Linked DNA regions of Gossypium hirsutum: region 1 is linked to region 2. A link is a contact called in public Hi-C data. All regions are on one chromosome and are shown on one strand. Each heading gives the region's core, a stretch centred on a gene start, on an enhancer-like site or on the middle of the called end of the contact. The rest is flanking DNA. Distances are from core to core; before and after follow the strand shown.

Region 1 (7,445 bases), core at 4,686-7,185, 510 kb before region 2:
AAAGATCTTCTTCACGTAAGAGTTCACCAAGGACTTTCTTTAAATTAAGAGTCCGTATTGGTAATCCACCAACAAGAGTTTGGCAACAACTATTATTTAAGATGAAGTTCACAAGTAAGAAACCTTATGTATGAATTTGCGATTATGATTCCGATTATTAAGGTGCATAAGTAAGGTCAATAGGTATATGTTCGCCAAGCTTAAGCCTGTATATAAATGACTTTAAATGTAAATCTGCATAAAAGAGAACCAAGTGTGAATCTCTATGCATGAGTTTTTTGGAATTAATCCGCGTAAGTAAATTCGCAATGACAACAATTGCTAAGCTTATAGCATGATCGATAGAAATGGAGGATTGTGTTAATGCAAAAAGTGTACAAATTCTGAAGAAGAGCCAATACAAGGAAAGACAGGAGTACGCCAGGAAGATTGTATGAACCCTACTTGTGCAATCATTGTCAAAAAGGAGATCAAACCTGTGAAGTTTTTACTTATAATTCATAAATGATATATTACTTTGAAACTCACTAAGTTCATTTGAACTTACTTAGTTTTTGTTATGTTTTCTAGGTAAAATGCGTTGTTGTAAAGAGTTGAAGAGGGATCAAGCCAGAATTCGTTTAAGTTTTGTCGAACTAGAGTTATTACATGTAGCATGCATGTAGTAGAATGTCATAGATGCTAAGTCTCAGGGTTAAAATTTTATTTTTATAACTAAGTATGAACCCTGGTATTTTAAATTACAAGTAGAGAATTCGATTCAAAGTATTAAAACTATTATTGTAAATTTTCCATAAGTACCCCTATTAAGATTTCTAATCTAAGAATTCGAAATTATAAGTTTGTTTAACAAGTAAGTTATTTAAACATGTTAAGTTTTTACTAATGATATGCGAACTAAGTTATGTATGATTAAGAAAGCATATTTGTCTGATTTAGTTATGTTAGTTTTAAATTTTAGTTAAAATTTATTTGTAGTTTATTTTGGAGTTGATGTGACATTTTTTATTTGGACCCGTCGATCAAGTCGGGTATAGGCTGTTAGAAAAACATATTAAAGATTGGTCCAAATTTTTTTCCAAATTAATAGTTAATTAAGGCCTAAGGACTAAATTGTAAAAGTCCAACCGTTATCGATTTTTAATTGGTCAAAGGTTTAGGGACCTAAATAGAAATGAACCAAAGGTCCAAATTTTAAGTTAATTAAACAAATTTACCTAAGACTAATTAAAGTATATAAAGGTTGAGATAGTGGAAAATTCCACTATCTTCTTCAACAAAGCATCGTCCACCATTAATGAAAATAAAGGAAAACCCTCCCAAGCTTTGTAACATTTGGACAAGGAGAAACTAAGGTAATTAGGTCCTTTTTCATGAAATTTTAATATATTTTAGGGCCATGAGAGCTTGATTTAGCTAGCCCATGTACCTATTTGTGAAACTTTTAAAGTTTTAGAAGTTTTCATTGTTTATTTCTTGAATAATTAAGCTTAAAATTGATAGATTTTAAGCTTAGAATATGAAAAGGACTAGATTGTAAAGTTAGCTTATTGTTAACTTTGTTACATTGGAGACCAAATTGAATAATGTGAAACTTGTCATGAAATTATGTTAGAAATAGGATGTATAAAGTCCCTAATGAGAACATATGAAATCAAATTTTAATCCGAAGCTAGGAATCGAAAGTTATGCTTATCTCGATTTTATGGACTAAATTGAATAAAATGTAAATTTTGGGGAAATCAAAAAGTAAATTTATATAAGATCATGCATATTATAGCATAGTATGAAAATATTTGGTATTGATTGATGATATAAAATAATTATATAGATCAAGAATTGGGTCGAAGTGAAGTTAATCGAGGAAAAAATAAAATTACAGATTAGTCCTTAAAGTATTCTCTTTTCACATTTTGAACATGTATGTTCATATAGAACTTACTATATTGTTTTATATTATGCGTGAATTGTATTTGATTTCATTTATATGTTTAGCTATAAGTAGAATTTAGTGAATTTGGCATGTGTGGCTTAAAATGGACTGAATTGAAAAGTCATATGAATATTGGTTATTATGAAATAGTATAGGGTGAAAAATGTACAAGTTTATTGATGGTAGAACTTGTAAATGAAATATGTAATTGTGTACCTGGAATGGTAATGACATATATACGAAAACAATGCTCGTGTGAACTTAGTAAAAAGTTAGGATACGTATGGCATCCCGTTAGGGTTATACCCTTTCTTGATTAGGGATTTTACATGTTATAACGAGTTCTAGCATTTATTGCAGATTCTCGAGTTTTATATACATCGCAGGTTTAGCCTAGACGAGTAATCTCAATATAATGTTAGCTTGTGTGAGCAACCCTGATATATTGTCAGCTTGTATGAGCAACTTATTCCCTTGTATCTGAATCTGTTTTACTATAGTTCCATCGGGCGATATTCAATTGAATGGAAATGGAAACTTAAATGTGAATTGGAAATGAGATAGTATATGTTGATGTTTGATATGTGATTGATATGTGATTCCCTTAATGTATTGATATTACTCATGAGATGGAAACATGACTAACACACTTGATTGGTAATGTTGATATGTGACAAGTTATGCCATTATGTGGATAGCCATGTTGAATGCTAAAATGATTAGTTTAATTATGTTTAAAATGATCAAGGTATGTGTAGTGATTCGATTTGAACTTACTAAGCATTCTTAATGCTTACTCTAATTATTTTCCTTCCCTATAGATTGTCATCATGCAGAACTTGTAGAGCCAGATTAATGAAGGAGCACACACTATCCAAATATGGTAATTATATGTTCAATTTGAGTCTAGGCTATGTGACATATACATAAGGGCTCTTAATGTGCAAATGGTCATTTTGGAGTTGATAGTCTTATGTTAATTGTGGTGATGATTGGTTTTGAATATACTATTTGGTATAAAACTTAGTGGTGCATATTTTGATTAATTTTGATGCTAAGTGAATGATGCTTTTACTTTTTAATGGTTTGGCATGTTAAAGTTATCATTTAAACTATATGAATTGGTTAAATTGAATTAATGATTTGGGGATGGTAAGCTAAATGTTAAACATGTTTTATAGCTTAGTGTATGCTTTGATTGATTCATGTTAATCTCTTTGAATTGTTTAGTTTCCAATTAGTATAATGAACATGTTTGAGATTCTAATGAAGGCATTTTGGCATGGATAGATAAAATGGACTTAAATATGTTTAAATGTTGAATGGTTGGATTGTATGTTATAGAATGGTTGGTTTAAATGCATAGATACTTGAATTGGTTGTCATTGGCTTGGTTGTCATTCTAGTGTAAGGTTGAATAAAGCACTTAGGATATGGCTTGAAGTTAACTAAATTAGGTACCAAATGTGTATTTTGCTAAAAACAGGGACAATGTCGCGACCACGAGTCCCTGACGTCGCAGCGTCGTCCGACAGTGAGTGGCATTGCGACATGGATATACATGTTGTCGTGATGTGACTTACTGAGTTGACAACTCCGCGACGAGGAGATAATAAATTTGCGACGTCAAATTGAGAATTTTAAAACTTCACAGTTAGGTAGGAGTTTTCTTAAGCTTTTGTAAGACCCAAAAATGATTGTATATCATATTAAATGCATGTGTTACTTGGATTTAAATACATAATGATATAAATTGAGTATATATTCCATCGTTATTGCTTCGACAATGAATGTAGCATTCTATAGCTTAGACTCAGCGATCTGGTCGAGTAAGGGATGTTACAGTTCATGGGCCGAGCTAATGTTAAAATTTAAGCATGTTTTCTATGCTTGAGCCTAACCTGAAAATAGGCGTAAAATTTTCCCTAAGCTTGGTCCAGATAAAAAAAAATGCTAAATCCAAGCCTGACTCGTCGTATTAAAATTTTTTATATTACTTTTATATAAAAATAAATTTAAATAATACATCAAATAAACTAAAAATATTAAAATAAATATTTTCCAACAAATTGAAAATATATTAAAAAAATTTTATACTTAAATAATACTAAGATAATTGCAACTTAACAAGCAAATGCCTCTAAAATACTATACAAGTGATCTACAAGTGTCCTCATCCGTTTCACAATTTGAATATAGTCATGTTCGGAATGGAGCTAATATTTAAGAAAAGTCCTCTCAACAATAAAAACTCGAAAATTTAAACTTAATTCAGGTACTTAAAAAAAAATTCTACTTTTATTTCTTCCAACCATTTTACCTATCCTACTTTAAACCATAATTTTTGCACAATGATGATTGGATTTATAATGATTTTATAGTAAAGATTAGATTTGTAATTATTTTATAACGAGAACAAATGATTAAGAGGTGCACTCTTTTACTATTTGATTACCTATTGAGTGATTTTCTTTAAAGAGATATCTTCCATATATATAAAAGTAATATTACTTTAATAATAGAAAAAAAATACAAAGAAACTTTTTTTTTACTTATTAATATAAATTAACATCGTAAAAAAATGATATAATATCAAATATAAAATTTTCATAAAAAAAAAGATGACATTAATTAGTATAGTCAATGTTCCCAAAAAAAAAAAAACCTACATAGTAATTATAGTGTATTATAGTGTACATGGTCCATAAATTTGACACGTAAACCCATCTGTTAAGAGGTGAAAAGTAGTAGCTAAAAATGGGTTAAAGGGTCGAACTTTTTATGCATCAGTTGGGCATCGTCAGCAAGTTGTTGCCCAAAAATCATTACTTTGTTCATTAAAGGCAAACGTGAATTAAAAAAATTTAAAGTATTAAATTTTAAATTAAAAATAATATAAAAATATATAAGCTATCTTAAAACCTAATACTTTAATTTAAAATTAATATTAAAGGGAAATCTAATATTATATGATGTCAATGAGAGGACATTTTTTACTTTTTTGTTAGGTCATGAATTCTACTATTAAGGAATGATATTGGATATTAGATACTACAGAAGTCATATATACACTGCACCAGTTGTTAATTTTTTATCTATTTGAATTCAAGCTTTTACTTACATTAAAACATACGAGTCATGCATAAATGATTTATTCTATTTGGGTCCTATCCAATGTACAATCAGTCCAATCAATTATATATGTGTTTCTATCTTCTGTGAGTCATTTGTTCCGATGCTAAAGATAAAGCATATTTCCAACTGGACTTTAGATATTAAATATTAGTCTTTTAATTAATTTGCTCATTTCCGATTAAACTAAGAACATGTTTAGATTATCTACCAATATAAGTCGTCTTCCCATATTATAATCCAACTATGTAATGCTATTTAATATTAGTTAAAGCTTAGATAATTACGAGCAAATACTTATTTCTATTTTGTTTTGCATGAAAAACTATTGAGATTAATATAAAAGAATATTAATGAAATCAATATATATTTTATATACATAAACGAAAATACTGCTCTTATTACACTATATCCAACAGCCCCTTGGCCAAATGGTGGAATTACTATATGAGGCCCTCCAATAAGTAAAATATTAAATTTAAGCATTTAAGACTATAATTAAATGAAATTTTCAAATCTCTAAAAAATAAATAATTTAATTTAAATATTTTTAATACAATATATTTAGCTTTGCCCTCCCCAAATTTACAATTTTATTTCGAACCACTAAACAAAATTACTAACTTCTCGTATTATTTTAATTCTTTTTTCTTTGACTGGAAATACTCACAAAATGCTTTTGACATATTGCAGATTGAAGGGAGAATTGATCGCAACTGTGCTAAGACATGGACCAAGCCACCTGCAAGAATTCATAAATGTATTTCGATGCTGCTACTTTTTTGCTGAGGACGCTAAGGCATGGGTTGGAGTGGTCAGAGACTCGTCTGGTACCTCCGTATGGTGCTGCTCTAGTTTTTGGGCAGGCTACAAGGACCCGATGGTGGCAGAAGGAATGGCGATACGAGAGGTGCAGTCTTGGCTCAAGTGGATGGGGCTTGATAATATTATCATTGAGTCTAATTGCCCACGTGTCGTGGGTGTGCTACAAAGCGAAGTGGTTAATGACTCGACAGTATTATTTATGATTGTCTCGAGCTAAACTGAGTTCCAATCCTTGCTCGTCTAATGGACATGTAGACTAGTAAACAAGGCAACTCATGGGGTTGAAAAGGGTGCTTTATAGGATGCTAACTACTTGATTTCGAAAACTATTTCTGGTATTGTGCATATTTTAGTTTCAAATTCTCAGTCAAATGTAAATAATGAAGCTAATGGGCATAAGCTTGAGTTTATGGGATGAAGTCTATTAGTTTCGGGTTAGTAATTCTTCACTTATTCTGTTGCTTTGACTTGTCTTTGAGTAAAATTATTTGGTTCTCCTTAAAAACGAAATTAACTTAGCCATAAAAATAAAATCATAAATTAATAAAAAATTTAAATCTATAAAATCTTTGTGTGCGATTGAATAAATAAAGGCAATAAAAATCCAAATTTATCCTCTTCTCTTTTTTCTTTTTTTCTTTTTGCAAATAATTCATATAAATAATCATAAAACTTTTTTTTTTCAAAATACAAATAAATAAATATATTGATTATTCATATAACAATTATTTGCAAAAAAGGAAAAAGGAGGAGAAATTTGGATTTTTATTGCCTTTATTTATTCAATCGCACACAAAGATTAATGTTATTGATTATTTATACGACAATTTCTCCATTTTAGCCTCATTAATGTTACTTCTGTTATTAACTTTGCATTTGTTGCTATTTCTTAATACTATGTAATCTCACTTGGTTCATAATATCAAATACAATTACAATAGTTATTAAATAGCATAAGTGAACTGATAAAATCTAAAAATATAATGGAAAGTGTGCATTGCTTTGATTTTGATATTCATATTTGAAGCTCAAGAAAGAATAAATAAAGAAAGAATTTAGATTAAGCTTTTATATGTTGTATTATAGATGGAGAACTTAGAGATGCTTAAAGAGGACAAGCTCTTGAAATCATGGTGTACATCATCATCATCATCATCTAGCTTTGTCAACTAAAATTCTGCCTCCACAAGAGTGAGTGTAAACACTGAGGAACTAAGAAAGCATAGCAAAGCAGTAGAAAATGAAAGATACGAATGAAGTTACCTTAAAAAGAAACCAGTCAGGAAATTAGATGTATTTCATTTCTTAGGCAGGCATGCATCATCAACATCATTATCTATACTGAAAATGAGACTTCAACATACATAAAATCATCATTATCATCATCTTCTAGGAAAAGGGCTGATTGAAGTGGAGCTTAGACTCTTCCTAACGCCTAAAAGGAGCAAATAGAAGACAATTTAGGAGGATATATGTCAACAGGCCTACTAATCTTTATCTACCATAGCTAATGAGAATTAAGCTAAAGAGCTCTGAGGTTTACATACTTGTTGAA
Region 2 (7,084 bases), core at 1,131-3,630:
ATATTTTTTACCCTCTTGAAATTAATAATTTAATTTAAACCTTTTTAAGTTATTTTTTATACAATTTTTAAATTGCCTATAAATCTATTTAAATCTTAAATTAGAAAATATTACGCATGTGAGTACGCTCGAATCAATAATCACTCGATTCTCATGTGTTAACAGAGTTAGTACTTCATCAATAATATATTTTTAAGGTATTAATTTAATATTTTTGAATAAACTCTTTTAGCTTTAATCTTCTCAAAATTTTATAATAATAGAATAATGGTTAATAATTGATAAACTGTCAAAATATATTTTTTTATTTCATAAATAGGTTTAATATTTTTCTATATTCTACAACACACTTGTGATCATCCTAATCTTATTTGTAAAATTTTAAAAAATTATTACTAAATATTTTCTCATAAAATACTTACTCACTTAAAAATTAGTTTTATTTTTAGGATAATAAAAATATATTTTTAAAAAAAAAAATTTTCGTGGGTGTAATGAATCTTTTCTCTTTTAATACTCATCCAAAGTTGAACTTGAAGATGCTGCTTGCCCGGACAAATCATAGATGTTGATTTATCTATATCTATACACTGTATTTGATTGAGTTAATATAATCAAAGAGTTTAATTTAATCGTAAAATTATTAATTTTTTTTTTATTTTGAAGAGTTTTAATTTTTTGATTTATTTTTATGTCATATGCTATATGTTTATTTTTAAAATTATATATTTTTATAAATTTTAAAAATATATATACTAATTAAATAGATGGAAATAAAAAGCGAAAAACAATCTATAGTAAAATATAAAGTAATTAGATAAAATAAGTCATTCGAATTTTAGTTGAAATTTCACTTATAAAGAACCATTATTTTAATATTTTATTGTCTTTAACATAATTTTTCACAACACAATGATAAACAACATTCATAATTATGTAAATATTATTAAAATTAAATAGTAGTAAAACTATAGAAGATCAAATAATAATAACTAAACATCTCAAATAATAATGAAAGTCATACCTTTTTCGGTGTTGAAACAAAACCTATTAAATGATGCTAAAATATGATTTTTTAAAATAATATTTTCTAGATGTTATTTTGAATGAAAATGTGTCATTGTGCATATATTTATAATGTTAAATATTAGTTTTAATTGGTATATAACTATTCATTAATTAAATGATAATTAATTTATAATAATAAATGTAATTTAATATGGATCCAAAGTTTAATTAAGTGATAATAATTGTTACATTGATAATGAAAACATTATTAATAAAATAATTATAACTATTTTTATATTATATTATATTATATTATTTTATAGATTAAAAAAATAAGAAATATAGATAGTACAAAGTATTGATTCTTAAACGATCGATTTTATTTATATTAATTTCTCAAATAGATATAAGTCATACTATTTGTTGAGTTAGAATTTATGTTGAATTAAATCGATTTGGTTAGATGTATTTAATATTTATATAAAAAATAGTTAAGTTAATTTTAAAATATATTTATTTTCTTTTGAGTTTTGATATATAAATTAAGAATAAATACATAAATTTATACATTATAGATTAGACCATTATAATGATATTATTATATATATAATGATAATCTCACACATTATTTTTTATTAATTATAAAAAATATTTTTAACATTATTAATTATTATCATATTTTAAATAAAAATTATATTTATTTAATCAAAAGATTCAATTTTGATTATTTTTAATTTATCCAATTATGTTAAATAATTTTATAATTTTATTAATTAATAATATATTATGCTATTTTATAAGTAGAACTTTTTATTCTTCAAATTTTTTTAAAAAAGATACGATCAAATTAAATAATTTCACATTAATATATTATCATATTAATTAATATTACTTTTATTATTCTCACATAATAATATAAAAAAATTATTATTTTAATGTCAATTTAGTAATATAATTTATAATAAAAAGTATTCTTGTTTCATATATATATTATAAATAGATGCTAAATGTATATATACAATGACTGATAAGAATTGAAATAAAAATATTACAATTTTAAGCATAATCTCTTCTTTTTTTATTTAAGATTAATTTTATTATAAGTTTTTATCATATTTATTCTTTTTGAATAATGTCTAGAACTATTCATTAACACCTCCTCAACCCTTAAATAGTAGGATAATACGTTTTAGGGCACTCAAATTCAAAACTTTTTATACTGACAATAATACAGATAGAAATCGAATTAAAACTAAATGAAAATTACTATCTCATTTAACTTTTGTATTAATTCTATCAATAAAACATAGTTGCTTTATATTAGTGTATCGGTTTCCGTCCTCAACTGAATATAAATTCAGTGGGCCGGGAAAGGCTACAAAAGAAGTCCAGAAAATAAAAAAATAAGCGGAAACCCAATTTCAAACCCAAAATCTCCACTAAAACAAACCGAAGGGCAAGCGAGCAAGAGCCGAGTGAGAGAAACTGAGAAAGAGATGGGCAGGAAGAAGGGAGTAGCAGAGTTCGAAGAAACGGCGCCGGATGACTTCGACCCGGCCAATCCCTACAAAGACCCGGTGGCCATGCTTGAAATGAGGGAGCATATAGTTCGAGAGAAATGGATTGACATTGAGAAAGCCAAGATCCTCCGTGACAAGGTCAGGTGGTGCTACCGCATCGAAGGGGTCAACCATCTCCAGAAGTGCCGCCATCTCGTACGCCAGTACCTCGACGCCACCCGTGGCATCGGCTGGGGCAAGGATGGCCGTCATCCCTCCCTCCACGGTCCCTATCTTTCTTTACTACATAAAAGACTTCATTTTATTTATTATAAACTCGATTGATTATGATTTCTTATTACTTGCTCTTTGCTTCCCCAATTTCAAACAAGATCAGTCGTTTTGCCGTAGACAATGTATATTTTGCTTTTATATGTATTAACTGTTCATTTTTTTAAAGTTTTTAATTTGATTCTGAATTTGTTTTATTAGCTACGTTCTATAACAACTTTTCAGAGTGGGAAGCAAAACAAGTAGTAAAAGTTACAAAAAAGATTCAGCATTGATTTATCCATTTATTTGTGTATTAGTCAACATTGTTCTCTGGGGAAGGAATGGCTGAGCTGTATTGATTTTGTGTTGATGATTTGGGATTTTAGGTCCAAAGGTTGAAGAGATCGATTCAGAATGAATGGCTGCATTTGGTCATGATAGGTAATCTCGGACTCTAATTCATTCTATATACTATCTACTGAACAATCCTTGTTACTTTATTGGTTCAACAGAATTATTTCTTGCTTTGTTGATGTTGTTCACCGTTTGCTTGAACTTTAGAATCTGTATAAAGAAAATTTCAAAACAATTTAACCAAATCAGGTGGGCATGAACATGCCTGTGATATGAACTTACAGAAAGTTTATGGAAGCCAAGTTGGTGGAGAAAAACATGAAATTATAAAGTAGAAGTTGGGGGAAAAAGAATAGTTTAAGGCTTTATGCTTATTGGTAATGTTTCAAAGACCCCCCTGGGTGATTAAGCAGTAAAATCTTTCAAAGAGAGTGCTTTAGTTCTAGAGATATCTACTTCCATATTGTAAACCTCAACGCTATTACTGTCCCTATCTTTAATTACTAGAAATCCTATGTTTTCCAATTCTTTTGTGTCAGCTCCAGTAATAGATAGTTTTGTACTTTCTTCTTTTGGAATATCAGAAGCTGGGCAGCTTTTTCTTGAGCTGGTGCGCTGACAGCTGATTTACCATCTCAACTTTTCTCATCTACCTCATCGATGTCTTTTTTGCTATATGAGCAGTAGGAGTATTCTTGCTCTCACTCTGAGCAAGTTTGCCAGCTTTAGTTTTTGATGAGCAGGTCTTGGAGAAATTTACAGCATTTAAAGTAGATATTACAACAGTTGCATACTGTTTTGCAATGCCTAGTTGTCTGCCCACAACACTCATGATCCACATAGATGCGCTTGGCCTTTCTAATCACTCCTAAAGGTCATTTGGAGTCTTAAAAGTTGTCTTCCATTCATCAACACTTCTCAATCTATCGTGGTGATAACTACTCTTCAAATCAATCATTGAAAACTCCACAGAACCAGCCAATTGACCAAGACTATTACTCAACCAAGGTATCCCAACAAGAATATGATCTATAGACATAGGAATATCAGACAATGCTTTATCATCTAATTGAGGACACTCTTTAAAGTATGCTTCTATCTCTTGGACTTTATGCTGAGGATGGCTATGGTAACACTTCTTTTTGGAATGCTGGCTAGGATCCTAATCACTATTCAAGGGAGAATCTATTTCAATACTTGATTCGTCTTACAATCATTGTCTTTGATTTTCATAATTAGTTCTCCAGAGGCCTCATGGGTCATGCCGAACATATTGGGACTCAAATATATTTGGGCTAATGTACGGGTCAGGTTGGTGTTGATCCCTAACTTCTTTAAAACCCTTCACTTGAGCAGTTGATGCCTTTAAAAGTGAAGATCGTTGGCTAAGTGCATCTACGGCACGGTTAGACTCCTCTTCACCTTCAGTTGTTGTTGTCAACTCTTCACGAACAGTTGAGGACTCTCCTTGAACTCGATGCATAGCTGCTTTACTTTCTTTGGGATACTCATCATAAATAGGATCTAACAGATTGTACTCTTGTTCTTTCATATGCATCCTGTCGTGAAAATCAACAATTTCAATGTTAATTCCACCTCTTTTTAATTCAAAAGCATGTGCTATCCACTCCTTCAATCCACCTCGTACGACACAATTTGTGGGTCTAACATCATGAAAGTGGTTTTCTTCCTCACCCAAATCGAATTTATTAGGGAGGCTACCTTCTGATATGTCAAACTGGTTGTGGGTACAGTCCAGAATCTCTATTTGGGTTCCCATTTGTGCACACGACATTTCTTCAATTGCACACTATATGCTACACTGAATTCCTCTTCCTCACTATCACATCCAACCATGGCTTAATAGAAAACTCTAATATAAATCCTATGATCTAATTAGTCTTTGATGCCAAAATTGGTGTGGTTTAGGGAGAAAACAACAGTAAATTAGCATAATTTGGACTAGAAACAAGTAGAAAGAAGTTGCAACTCTAGAAAACTTAGGGTTATAAAAAAGCTATTAGTTTTATGGTATATCCATTATGTGGGTAAAGAAATAAAAAAAAATTCATAAAAAAATTTAAGCATTGGTTTTTTTCGGAAAAAATAACTACTCGTCTGATAGTGCTTTTAGCTATGGTTGGACTTTGGATGAAGTTAAATTACTAGGCAAATATCGCCTCAAAAGCGTCAGAAAGATTCATATTGTGGTTGACTGTGCCACAGCATGCCAGATTGGCAACCTTGTGTTGATTGTGCTCACTGGTTTTACCAGTAATGACATGCTGACATGCAAGGTCAATCTTTATTAAGAAAAATGAAAATAAAGGGAAAACAGAGGAAGTACACTAAAATTTTATCCCAATTTTAGTAATGAATATGATATTTTGTAGTTAATGTTTTATTAAATTTATGTTAATTTTATTATTAAAATTTTTATTATTGATATTTTATAGAAGATTAAAATATAAGAGAAATTTTTTAAAGAAATATATAAATATTTTACTTAAGGGTAAAATAGTATTTTATGCTTATTCCTTGCATATTCTTTGACATAATTTTACCTATCAAACATCTCTGTTCCATTCCTCTCTGATTCCAGTCTACTAACCAAATTACGTGATACCTATAAAAAAAAATAGCTAGAATTCTTTATAAGTAAATGCGTTCAACTATATATAGCTTTGTATTGAACGCACTGTTGACAACTTGCATTCCAAAGAGAAACTATTCATTTATTTCTTAAGTAGTTTACAATATTAAGTGGTTGCATTCAGAGAACAACCATTGATTTGTGGTTTACCCTTTTTTACTTTTTTTTTTTGAAAACGATTTGCTGTTTACCTAAGTGTGGTTGAGAGATTACATGAAACTGTTCTACATAGCGATCACTGTGAGAACTTCACAGTTCTCATTTTGTTACATCTAAACTACTCCATTTCTTTATGGTTTATCACTTCATCTCTGTTTTTTCTTTCCTTTTAAATGAATTTTGTGGGACCTTGCAGTTTTAGAATGTAATAAAACAAGGATGAGGTGGATAGTTGAATATATGTGCTAAGGAGGTTTATATTGATAGTTTTATTATAAGAGTTGATACGAACATTCTGGTCTAATATGATACCCTATGATGTGACATGAAATTTAGATTCCCAGAGTAAATGAGAACAAGTAATTAATCAATAAATAAAACAAAGGAGCAATATTTTTTGCTACCTTCATGTGGTGGCGGTGGTATCACTACATTTTAATTCCTTTAGTATCATCTTGAGTGAGACTTTTTTCTTCGCCTTTTACATTGCCGAATATATTATGGTCTTTCCAGTGTTCTTTATCTATTTTATGTGGTATGACCACCGAATTGTACATTTCTGATGAAAGGACTCTCTTCAGAATTATTTAATCAATCTCTGTGGTAGGTGTAAAGTTTACATTTGTGTTATAATTCAAAACTTGGAAAAATAGAGCTAATAATATCATACTTCACTGTTGCAGGTGACTGACTTTGGGCAGCAAAGTAAGGAGTGTGGGATTTGAATAATTGTCCACCTACATTGTCACTATTGTTGTTTGTGTTGTAAGACTCTTATAACAAGATCAGACGTGATGCCATTTTCTTTTTCCATTCTTGTCAGCTTCCAAAATCTTGGTAAATTACTTGGGCAAGTTGTCCGTAACAGTACATCAGATAAATGAAATAAGTTCCTTGTCATTTCATGCTTGATAAGAGGTTATAGTTTTGATGCCAGTTTGATTGTTGATATTGAAGATTTTCTGTTGGGTTTAATTTAGGAAGGTTTGTGGTAAACTATTGTGTCCTACTCCGAAATCAGATCAGGTGAGGGTTTAATTTAAGTGTTTTGATGCTCTTTCAACATGTAGTTTTACCAGGTTTGGATATATAATTTTTCTTTATGTTTTGAGTGTATGAAGTTAATTTTGTGACTAGA

What was found. A called contact is a pair of places that touch in the nucleus more often than the background predicts.
Region 1: a contact with region 2 is called in a Hi-C map of leaf, with 4 times the contacts expected there. The contact joins the enhancer-like site here to the promoter of LOC107897922 in region 2. A contact is called at or near these places in 10 of 34 Hi-C or Micro-C datasets (callus, hypocotyl, leaf and 2 more).

The regions. Positions count from the first base shown.
Region 1 is chrA09:45,264,116-45,271,560 of Gossypium_hirsutum_v2.1, reverse strand. It overlaps LOC107888761 (kinesin-like protein KIN-14K), which reads right to left. Exons shown (of 23, transcript XM_016812959.2): 21 at 7,438-7,445; 22 at 7,154-7,325; 23 at 6,872-7,067. Among protein-coding and RNA genes, the nearest start is that of LOC107888761, 10 kb to the right of the region's middle. Within about 2 kb of position 5,935, at least 3 of the 9 cell types and tissues checked have an H3K27ac peak or open chromatin away from gene starts, as enhancers often do.
Region 2 is chrA09:44,755,260-44,762,343 of Gossypium_hirsutum_v2.1, reverse strand. LOC107897922 (NADH dehydrogenase [ubiquinone] 1 beta subcomplex subunit 10-B) reads left to right here and starts at 2,380. Exons shown (of 3, transcript XM_016823529.2): 1 at 2,380-2,793; 2 at 3,167-3,221; 3 at 6,630-6,846. The coding sequence starts at 2,505. The coding sequence ends at 3,198.